Linked DNA regions of Mus musculus: all the other regions are linked to region 2. The links are chromatin contacts, called in public promoter capture Hi-C maps. All regions are on one chromosome and are shown on one strand. The core of a region is the stretch at or near the end of the contact, and the rest is flanking DNA. Distances in the headings are between cores, read along the strand shown. Region 1 holds the start of Ncoa7 (nuclear receptor coactivator 7). Region 2 overlaps Echdc1 (enoyl Coenzyme A hydratase domain containing 1). Region 3 holds the start of Hddc2 (HD domain containing 2).

Region 1 (2,700 bases), core at 152-2,651, 1.5 Mb after region 2:
ATATTGATTCAGTTAGCCAAAATCTTTAATCTGAAATAGTGCTTATAAAATTGGAGCTTACAATAACAATTTTTTCAAAATTCTAAACCTTATTGCTTAACGTAAAATCCAAAACGGCAGCCTGAGAGGAAACAATTTTATTAAAAGCCCTAATGTATTACTTTTATTTCAAGAACAGGAAAAAAAGACTCAACCAGATTCTCAGAAAAGCAAGGGTCAGCTCAGAGTTGAAGGCGAGGCCGGAGACAAGACTGCCTCTGCTGGCGCATCTTTCAGAGTCTCAACTCCCGACACCTGTATCAAACTTGCAGCTCTCAAACCCATTGGCTCCAGTCAGCTTTATCCTACGAGAACACGCCAGCCTCATCCATCACCTACCTAGGTAATCTGATTTCTAGAAAGACTTTCCTTAAACTGACACCCAAAATGTTAAAGTGTTTGCACCACTGACTTTATATACCACTCGGCTAGCTGTAAATTACACAAAAATTCATAACCACCCCTAAATACCTCTAAAACAACAACCGTGGTCGTCTACATTTTAGCAAAAAGAACAGGAAGAACGCATTTGCTGATCCTGTTTTTTAAAAATGCAATGACACAATCTACTTGAGCTCGAGAAAAAGGCAACGGTCTCCTTTCAAAGAAGCTCCGCGCCAACCTATCCTTCCAAGCTCTCCCAGCCCCCAACCGAGGGTCCCCTGATTGTTAGCGAGGAGGGTCCAGTGGCCCTGCGCCCCGGCTCGGCCTCGAACGTTCCAAGCAGAGCGTTTCGGGTCCCCCGGGGGCTGCGCCCAGCGCCATTAGTACACCTCGGCAGCCCAGGAGGGAGGCTCCGGTTCTTCCTGGCCGCAGCATCAGCAGCCGGTAGCCTTCAAGGCCTGGCCCCGCCTCGGCGACCTACCTACTGGGCGGGGGCGCGGGCTCCGCGGGTCTGGGCGAAGTGGTTCGGGAGCACGCATTTCTGGGAGCCGTGGCCTCTGCCGCTGGGCGCTGGGAAGCGCATCCTCCGGGGTGGGAGGAGGGGGAGGGCCGGGGAGGGGATCGCCCGCCGAGGAGGAGCTAAGGGAGGCGTCAGGCGCTGCGGGGTGCGCTCCTGAAGGGCTCCGGAGTGCCGATCTGGCCCGAGCAGCCGCCGCCGGGGTGCTCGAGGCCTCGCCCAGGTACCTGCAGCAGCACCCACGGTCAGGGCGCCGGGCGCGAGCTGGGCGGAAGGCGGGGAGCTGCGGTGGCGCGACGCCAGCCCGGCGCCCGCCTCTAGCTCCGCCCGACCCGGGGCGCGCGCTGCACTCGTCTGCTGCGGCTGGGACCCGGGAGCTCAGCCGACCGCCTTAGCGATGCGGGCTGCAGCTGCGACATCTTGCCTGCCCCGTGCGACCTCGGAGCCGCAGGCTGGACAGCCTCGAGGTGGCTCGGGCCCCCGAACCCTGGGCCCAGCGGCTCCGCCCCGGAGAGCTGCGCGCGCGGCCTCCGCAGGCCCCGGCCATTTGTGACGCTGTGATGGTCAGGCAGTCAGTGAACCGAGTACGGTCTGCTTACCTGGCCCCTAATCTTATCCCTTTTAGCTGGCTCCTGTCTGGATCTTGGAGGGAAGTTAGCGCTTATGGGCACATGTGGAGTTAGAGCCCTTGCTGGAGCCTTAAAGTCCTTTTACTTCACCTTCCAGCTCTAGGACTAGGGGCAACCATAAATTCATCCTCTGTCATTTCCAGCATTGCCTTTGGCAAAGAGGCCCACTGTCTTCTTCTGTCCCCGGTACAACATCCTATAAGCTGCCCAATTGTAAACCTTATAGCCAAGGCAATGCGATGTAGCAACGGGCAGTTCAGCTGGCTCTTGGCTGGGGCTGGAGAGCAGCTGAGTGGGAAGGTTTTTTTGTTTTTTCTTTTTTTTTTTGTATGAGCCCAGGGCCCTGTTTCTGTGAGCTTCCAACCTGTATTGGACGCTGTTCCCTTTACAGTCCAGTGGCTATAACTGCAAGATGACTCGGAGGATCTGATCGTGAAGATCACTCTTAAATACAGGAAGAAAAAAGTGTGTGTGTGACAGGTGTGTCCTAAGCCATCAACACACACAGTACATAGAGGCTTCCCCAGGTTGCTGCTGCTTCTTGGTACTGCCAGTCTCTCTGGAGGGTGGAGCAAAGCCCTTAGCAGCCATGACTCTGAGATTTCAGCAGCAGATGATGTTACATGGTCATGCAAATATGGAATCACTTCCTGGTTTTGCACTGACCATCTGTAAATTCTGACATCGGGTTTGCATGTTTATGCTTTGAGTAGGAGACACTTCTTTCTGTGTTCTTTACACCCCTTTTGGTATCAACCTTGAGTGCAGGCTCTGCTGCAGGTACTGTTCCCACCCTTTAACTCGGTCAGCACCCTTTTGTGCCTATGAACCCAAGGTTCTGACGAGAAATAAAATAGGCCTTGATTTCTTTTCTCTTAGGCAAAAGTATAACTGAGTATGTGTTCAAAGTGGTGACTTGCTGATAGAGTGTTCCCCAAGTTTTCCAATGCAATGCCAAACAATGACACTGTCTTCATTATCTCCCCTGGAAGTACATGATGGATCACATGCTAAGGATAGTTTGTCACTAAAGTGAAAGTCTGAATAGAATGGGGAGTTGTACTCAAATGGTTGGGATTGGGGGTGCTTCTAATTTAAAGATTCTTTGGTCATTCTTTTTTGTGACTGAGT
Region 2 (2,700 bases), core at 45-2,544:
GAAAATATATCTAATAGTATTCTCACAGTGCTCTGACACAGTTTATTTTTATTTCATTATTATTTTTTAAGATAAAGTTTCAACTCTAGCTCTAACTGTGCAGAAACTCACTAGACCAGGCTGACCTTGTACCCTTAGAAATCCATTTGCCTCTCAAGTACTGGGATTGAAGGTGTTTACTAATGCCTGCCCCCCTTCTGATGCCTTCCTCTGGTCTCTGAAGGCTCTAGACACATATATACAGTACATAATATAAACACCCAGGCCAAACACTCATAAATATAAAATCGTTAAAAAAAAAAGAGTTTTAACATAGGGGGAAAAAAACGTAAGTTCTAGTGTGGTGGAAGCAAATAGGAGTTAAGGCAAGATGTGTGTGTGTGTGTGTGTGTTTCTTTATAAAAAGAAACAGTAGGATTTTTTTTAAAATGATAAGTAATGTTAATATTATAGGAGCAGCCTATGGCCATTTAGTCTTTTGAGGGAAATCTTAAGTACTTGACTTTTCAGCTCTGTGTTTTAGGCCAGATTATCCCATCAGATATGACCATAATAACTACACCTTGACAGTAGAGCCATAAAATAAAGCAAGCAGTTTCACAGTGACTGAGCTGATACCTGCAGAGCTAAAGGTTCTATCCTAGGTCCCTCAGTTAGAAGACGGTGAGTCTGCTTTACTGAAAGCCAGGCAGTGATTCAGGCAGGTACTTTGCTGACTTCCTGGAGCACGAGCGTGGCTACTTTTTGGCATCATGCCATTTTTCTTCTGCTGGTGCCCTTGATACTTCCTGTTATTAACATTGAGGAATGTTGAAGATTTTAAGATGATGTATATAAATGAATACTAAATTTAGAATTATTCACATCTATTTTTCCCTTGAATATACAGACTACCGTTAATAAGTGTTGCTCTGGTTCAAGGCTGGGCAATGGGTGGAGGAGCAGAACTTACTACAGCATGTGATTTCAGGTAAGATAAAAATTACATTGCTATAGGCATAAAAATAATTAGCACATGCTTGGATTTAGTTTTACCATTTCAATATTTCATATATTCTTAAATAAGATAATCAATTAATGAATGTTTTCTTTTTACTAGTCATTAAAGTAGATAATAGTACAGCTGCTATTACTCAATTATAATGAATTTCTTTTAAAAAGCAGCAGAACACAGTGACTATTCATAAATTAAATCCATATGATCCTAAGAAGGAAAGTCATGGAAGTCATACAAAGGAAACTCTAAACCCAAGAGAATTATTCAGAAGTTAGCAGCTGAAAGACGCAAGAAGAAAAGCCACTGGACACGAAGAGCGTGGTGCTGCGGTTCTCATCAAGAGGGTTCTGAGAGCCATGTTTTCACTGTCTGGGGTTCATAGCCACTTAACACATGGAGAACAGGGTTGCCAGGAACTCTGGGAGCTGATTGTTTTTCCTTAAAATTCTCAGCATTTCATAGCTGTGTGAGTACAGAAGCCGTAACATCTGATGCTTTATACAGGCTTCTTTGTGCTGTCCCAAAGACTGTAGGAACAACTCTGAGGAAACCTCTGTATTCTTTCATATGCTTGTCCTGAGGTCTGTAAACACGGGGGAAGACAGCATCACATTGAACTGTTCCATGTAGACAGCTTTGAGAAGTCCTCAGAGCTTGAAATCATAGCAAAGAATTGTGTTTTCAAGGAAGTTAGATGTTTGATTTTTAAGGATCCTTTTCCAGTTCAAAAAATGTTCTGTATTATAAGGAGCTAAACTGGTAGGACAACAAAGAGCCTGAGCCTGGCACCAGATATACTGTCCTCACCTCTGTCTGCTGCTTCTACCTGTCTGACGTGTGTGTGTGTGTGTGTGTGTGTGTGTGTGTGTGTGTGTGTGTGTGTGTGTGTACTGTATTGGTGACCTTTCCACCCATGCCCCAGTTCCCAAATAACTCAAAAGACTTATTATTATTAATTAAATGCCTAGGCCATAGCTAAGCCTGTTCTCAGAAGCTTATAACTTGCATTTATCCATCTGTATCATTCTCTGTCTGCCACATGGCTAGTTACCTCTCCTCAGCTTTATTTGTACAGCTTCCTCTGAGTCTAGGCAGGGAAGCTCCATGCTTTGCTCTTTCCCAGAGTTCCTCTTTCTGCTGGATGTACCACCTTCCTATCCTGCCTTATAAGTCATAGGCTTTTTATTTTAGCAAGTCAGAAGGTGCTGTAGGCAGGCAAGGAAGGACACAGACACATTCACACAGTGTACAAAAGCATCACTTCAACATAATACTTACCCTTAATGTACACAAAATATTAAAGTGGTCTTAAAGTTACTTTATTTTACCACTATAGTTTTTAGTAGAAAAGTCAATAAATAATTATCTGTCGTTCTTTAAGACTACTTTTTTTGTTTGACATTCTTTCACTAATAATCTTGATTTCATTTTACGTTTTTCAAAGTACTTTATTTTTATGTCCTTAAAGTACTTTATAGCAATACAGTTTATATATTAAATAACTGTTATACAATAATTTGATAAAATCTTAAACAGAACACAATTTCAGATCCTAAAATCCTCCCCACAGAATACATTTTTCAAAAATCACTTTTTTAAAGGATTTGTTTTATCTTGTTTTTTTTTTTTTGTATGAATATTTTTCCTGTTTTCATGTGTGCTCATGGAAGCCAAAAGAGGGCATCAGATCCCATGGAACTGGA
Region 3 (2,700 bases), core at 6-2,505, 2.0 Mb after region 2:
TAGGACCTTAGCATAGCAAGGCAGCCTGGTGGTGCTGGCATTTGAAGCTTGTGCTTTATAGATAACACAAACCACTCACCTACTTCAGTGCTGGAGAGCACTTGGGACCTCATGCACAGCTACACTACACTGCCAACTTTTCATTTCTTCTGTAGAGCTGACTTTAGAATCCTGGATGCTGCTCATGGATGCTACTTCAGTGCTGGAGAGCACTTGGGACCTCATGCACAGCTACACTATACTGCCAACTTTTCATTTCTTCTGTAGAGCTGACTTTAGAATCCTGGATGCTGCTCATGGATGCTGCCTCAGGGTTCTGTAGAATCTACTGAGCAACATTCTATACCAACATTATGCTATGATGACTATACATTTTCTAGTATAGTTCCCGGTATAGTATTCGGGCTCATATGGAAGAGGTGGTAGGTATATCAAGTAGTGAGAAACGAGAACAGACAATGGTTCATTAGAACCATCACCTTTTAGGGCCCTGTAAATAAATAAACCTACTTTGTTACAAATAAAATTGGAATTCCTTTTTATTTCTCTTTCTTCTTGAATCTTATTCATATCCTCGACTCCCTCTGCTTGAATTTGTCCATATCCATTAACTGCATTTAAAAGTTTGTACCATCAAATTGTCAATGGAAACTAGTCAGGTAGTCCTGGAAGATCCTGATCAGTTTCCTGGCAGAATGGATGCTTGTGGTTTCACCATGGGCTTCCTCTTACTAGCCCATTTCCTGCTTCCTCCAAAGTTTCCTGGTATGTCTGCCAAGCATTGCCTCCCTTCACAGGCTTGCCCAGTGCCTTTGTTAAACTGGTTAAGCGAAGCTTCTTATAGCTAGCTCTTCCTGCCAATCAGACACTGGGCTTCTAAGAAGCAAGGTTTGCAGGCATTATCCAGCTTCATCCTCCTTAGGCCTTTCTGCCCTTAGCGTCAAGCTGCGATTCCTGTGAAAGTTGATGGTTACTTGGGCAGAGACCATCCAAAGTCTGAGCACAGACCTTAGTACAGAGAAAGTGCTCTACCAAAGGAGGAAGTGGGGCTGTGAGGAGGAGCCAAAGGGTGGGGAGGAGCTGAAGGAGGGCGGGGAGGAGCTGAAGGAGGGCGGGGAGGAGCTGAAGGAGGGCGGGGAGGAGCTGAAGAAGGGCGGGGAGGAGCTGAAGGAGGGCGGGGAGGAGCTGAAGGAGGGCGGGGAGGAGCTGAAGGGGAATGGGGAGGGGCTTGAGGTTGACACCGCCCAGCTCTTATGCACTTCAGCATGGCTTTGGCCTCGTCCGGCTCTGGAGCCGGGCTGTTGCGTTTTCTGCGTCTAGTTGGGCAGCTCAAGGTGAGCGGGTGGGATCGGCTTGGCCGGGAGGCGGTGCGGCCCAGCTCAGGCACCGACCTCACGCAACCTCCCTCGCTCAGCCCGGCGTTGCTGGCGGGTACGCAGCCGAGGCTGGACCGGGGACTCGTGCACGCTCCATGCCCAGCGCGGCCACAACCCAGGCCATGGCGATGCTGCGGAGCGGCAGCGGAAGGCAGGAGCCGAAACCCCTGCACGTAGGCTGTGGAAACCTTCCTCTATCACCGTGACTTCCGGAACTGTTGGTTTCAGTAAATCGGTTTCAGCGTGCACCAGCCCTTGCTTGGCAGAGCTTGTGCAGAGCCCCCTTTGTTCCAAGATGAGCTGTTCTGTAACACTGCGACTATTTGTGAAATTCGTTAGATGCATAGAACTCCCAGAGAAAATGCAGACTTACACAGGTTGAGAAGTAGTGAAAGGCTTGACTGCCATGGAAACTCCTCCAAGCCATCTGAGTTAGAATTGGAGAGTCTGTCACATGTTGCATGTACAAAATATTCTATTATTGTATGAAATGAGTTTTTGGACGGCACAAACCTACTACTCTCATAGTTAGGAATAATACTGGGGCTTTGCTTTGCATTTTTCCTAACTACACCACAGATGAACAGCACAGGCTGGCAGCCTGGAACTTGGGTCTTCACCTGTTGAGTTCTTAGATTCCAGGCGTGTACCACCAGGCGTACCACCAGTTTTGCTTTTATGTCTAAAAACTTTTTGTGTATTATCCCATAGTTATACTTCACTAGCACAGAGTAAAGACTATTGGACTTTTGTATACTTTTGAACATTTTTGTATATTTGTGAATTGTCCACTCACTAGTGAGATTTCAGATTTTTATCGATATGATTAGTTTAAATGAAACATTTTTAAAAAAATAGGTTTGAAACCACGACTCAGCTGACATGTGGCTCTGTGGCCATTCTCTGGCATTTTCTTGAAGAGCACCTGTCATTTTTTGTTGTTGTTCCCAGGGATAGTGTTTTGTTTAATTCCTTATCTTATTTATTAGAGAGTTCCACGGACTGGCTGGGTATACAGAAATGTCGAAAAGCCAGAAAGCGTGTCAGATCACATGTACCGGATGGCAGTTATGGCCATGGTGACCAGAGATGACCGTCTTAACAAGGATAGGTAAGTTATTTGAACATTGATGCTTATGAAGGTTTCTGGACTCTGTGTGAGGATGACTTCAGTTGTAAACTATAGTAAGTTTTCTGTTACATTCTGCGTTGGTCTCAGGGGAAACAAGTGAGAAGTTAGGGCCTTAAAGGGTGAATATGTGTGAATTGTATCTTTGCATTAATTAGTATTTACTTGGCTTTGAACTATCTGCTTTTATGAATA

What was found. Promoter capture Hi-C pulls out the DNA fragments that hold promoters and counts their contacts.
Region 1: a promoter capture Hi-C map of cranial neural crest shows a contact between it and region 2. The contact joins the promoter of Ncoa7 here to the enhancer-like site in region 2. A contact is called at or near these places in 5 of 39 promoter capture datasets (3T3-L1-derived adipocytes, cranial neural crest, hippocampal neurons and 2 more) and 3 of 115 datasets of contacts at active chromatin or transcription factors (the SCID.adh cell line, astrocytes and embryonic forebrain).
Region 3: a promoter capture Hi-C map of pre-B cells shows a contact between it and region 2. The contact joins the promoter of Hddc2 here to the enhancer-like site in region 2. A contact is called at or near these places in 10 of 39 promoter capture datasets (the 3T3-L1 cell line, the C10 cell line, HPC-7-derived erythroid cells and 7 more) and 1 of 484 Hi-C or Micro-C datasets (B cells).

The regions. Positions count from the first base shown.
Region 1 is chr10:30,801,925-30,804,624 of GRCm38.p6, forward strand. Ncoa7 (nuclear receptor coactivator 7) reads right to left here and starts at 1,402. Exons shown (of 16, transcript NM_172495.6): 1 at 905-1,402.
Region 2 is chr10:29,333,302-29,336,001 of GRCm38.p6, forward strand. It overlaps Echdc1 (enoyl Coenzyme A hydratase domain containing 1), which reads left to right. Exons shown (of 6, transcript NM_025855.4): 5 at 890-970. Among named protein-coding and RNA genes, the nearest start is that of Gm25596, 15 kb to the right of the region's middle. Within about 2 kb of position 1,295, at least 16 of the 459 cell types and tissues checked have an H3K27ac peak or open chromatin away from gene starts, as enhancers often do.
Region 3 is chr10:31,312,150-31,314,849 of GRCm38.p6, forward strand. It overlaps Hddc2 (HD domain containing 2), which reads left to right and starts at 1,256. Exons shown (of 6, transcript NM_027168.2): 1 at 1,256-1,334; 2 at 2,366-2,487. The coding sequence starts at 1,266.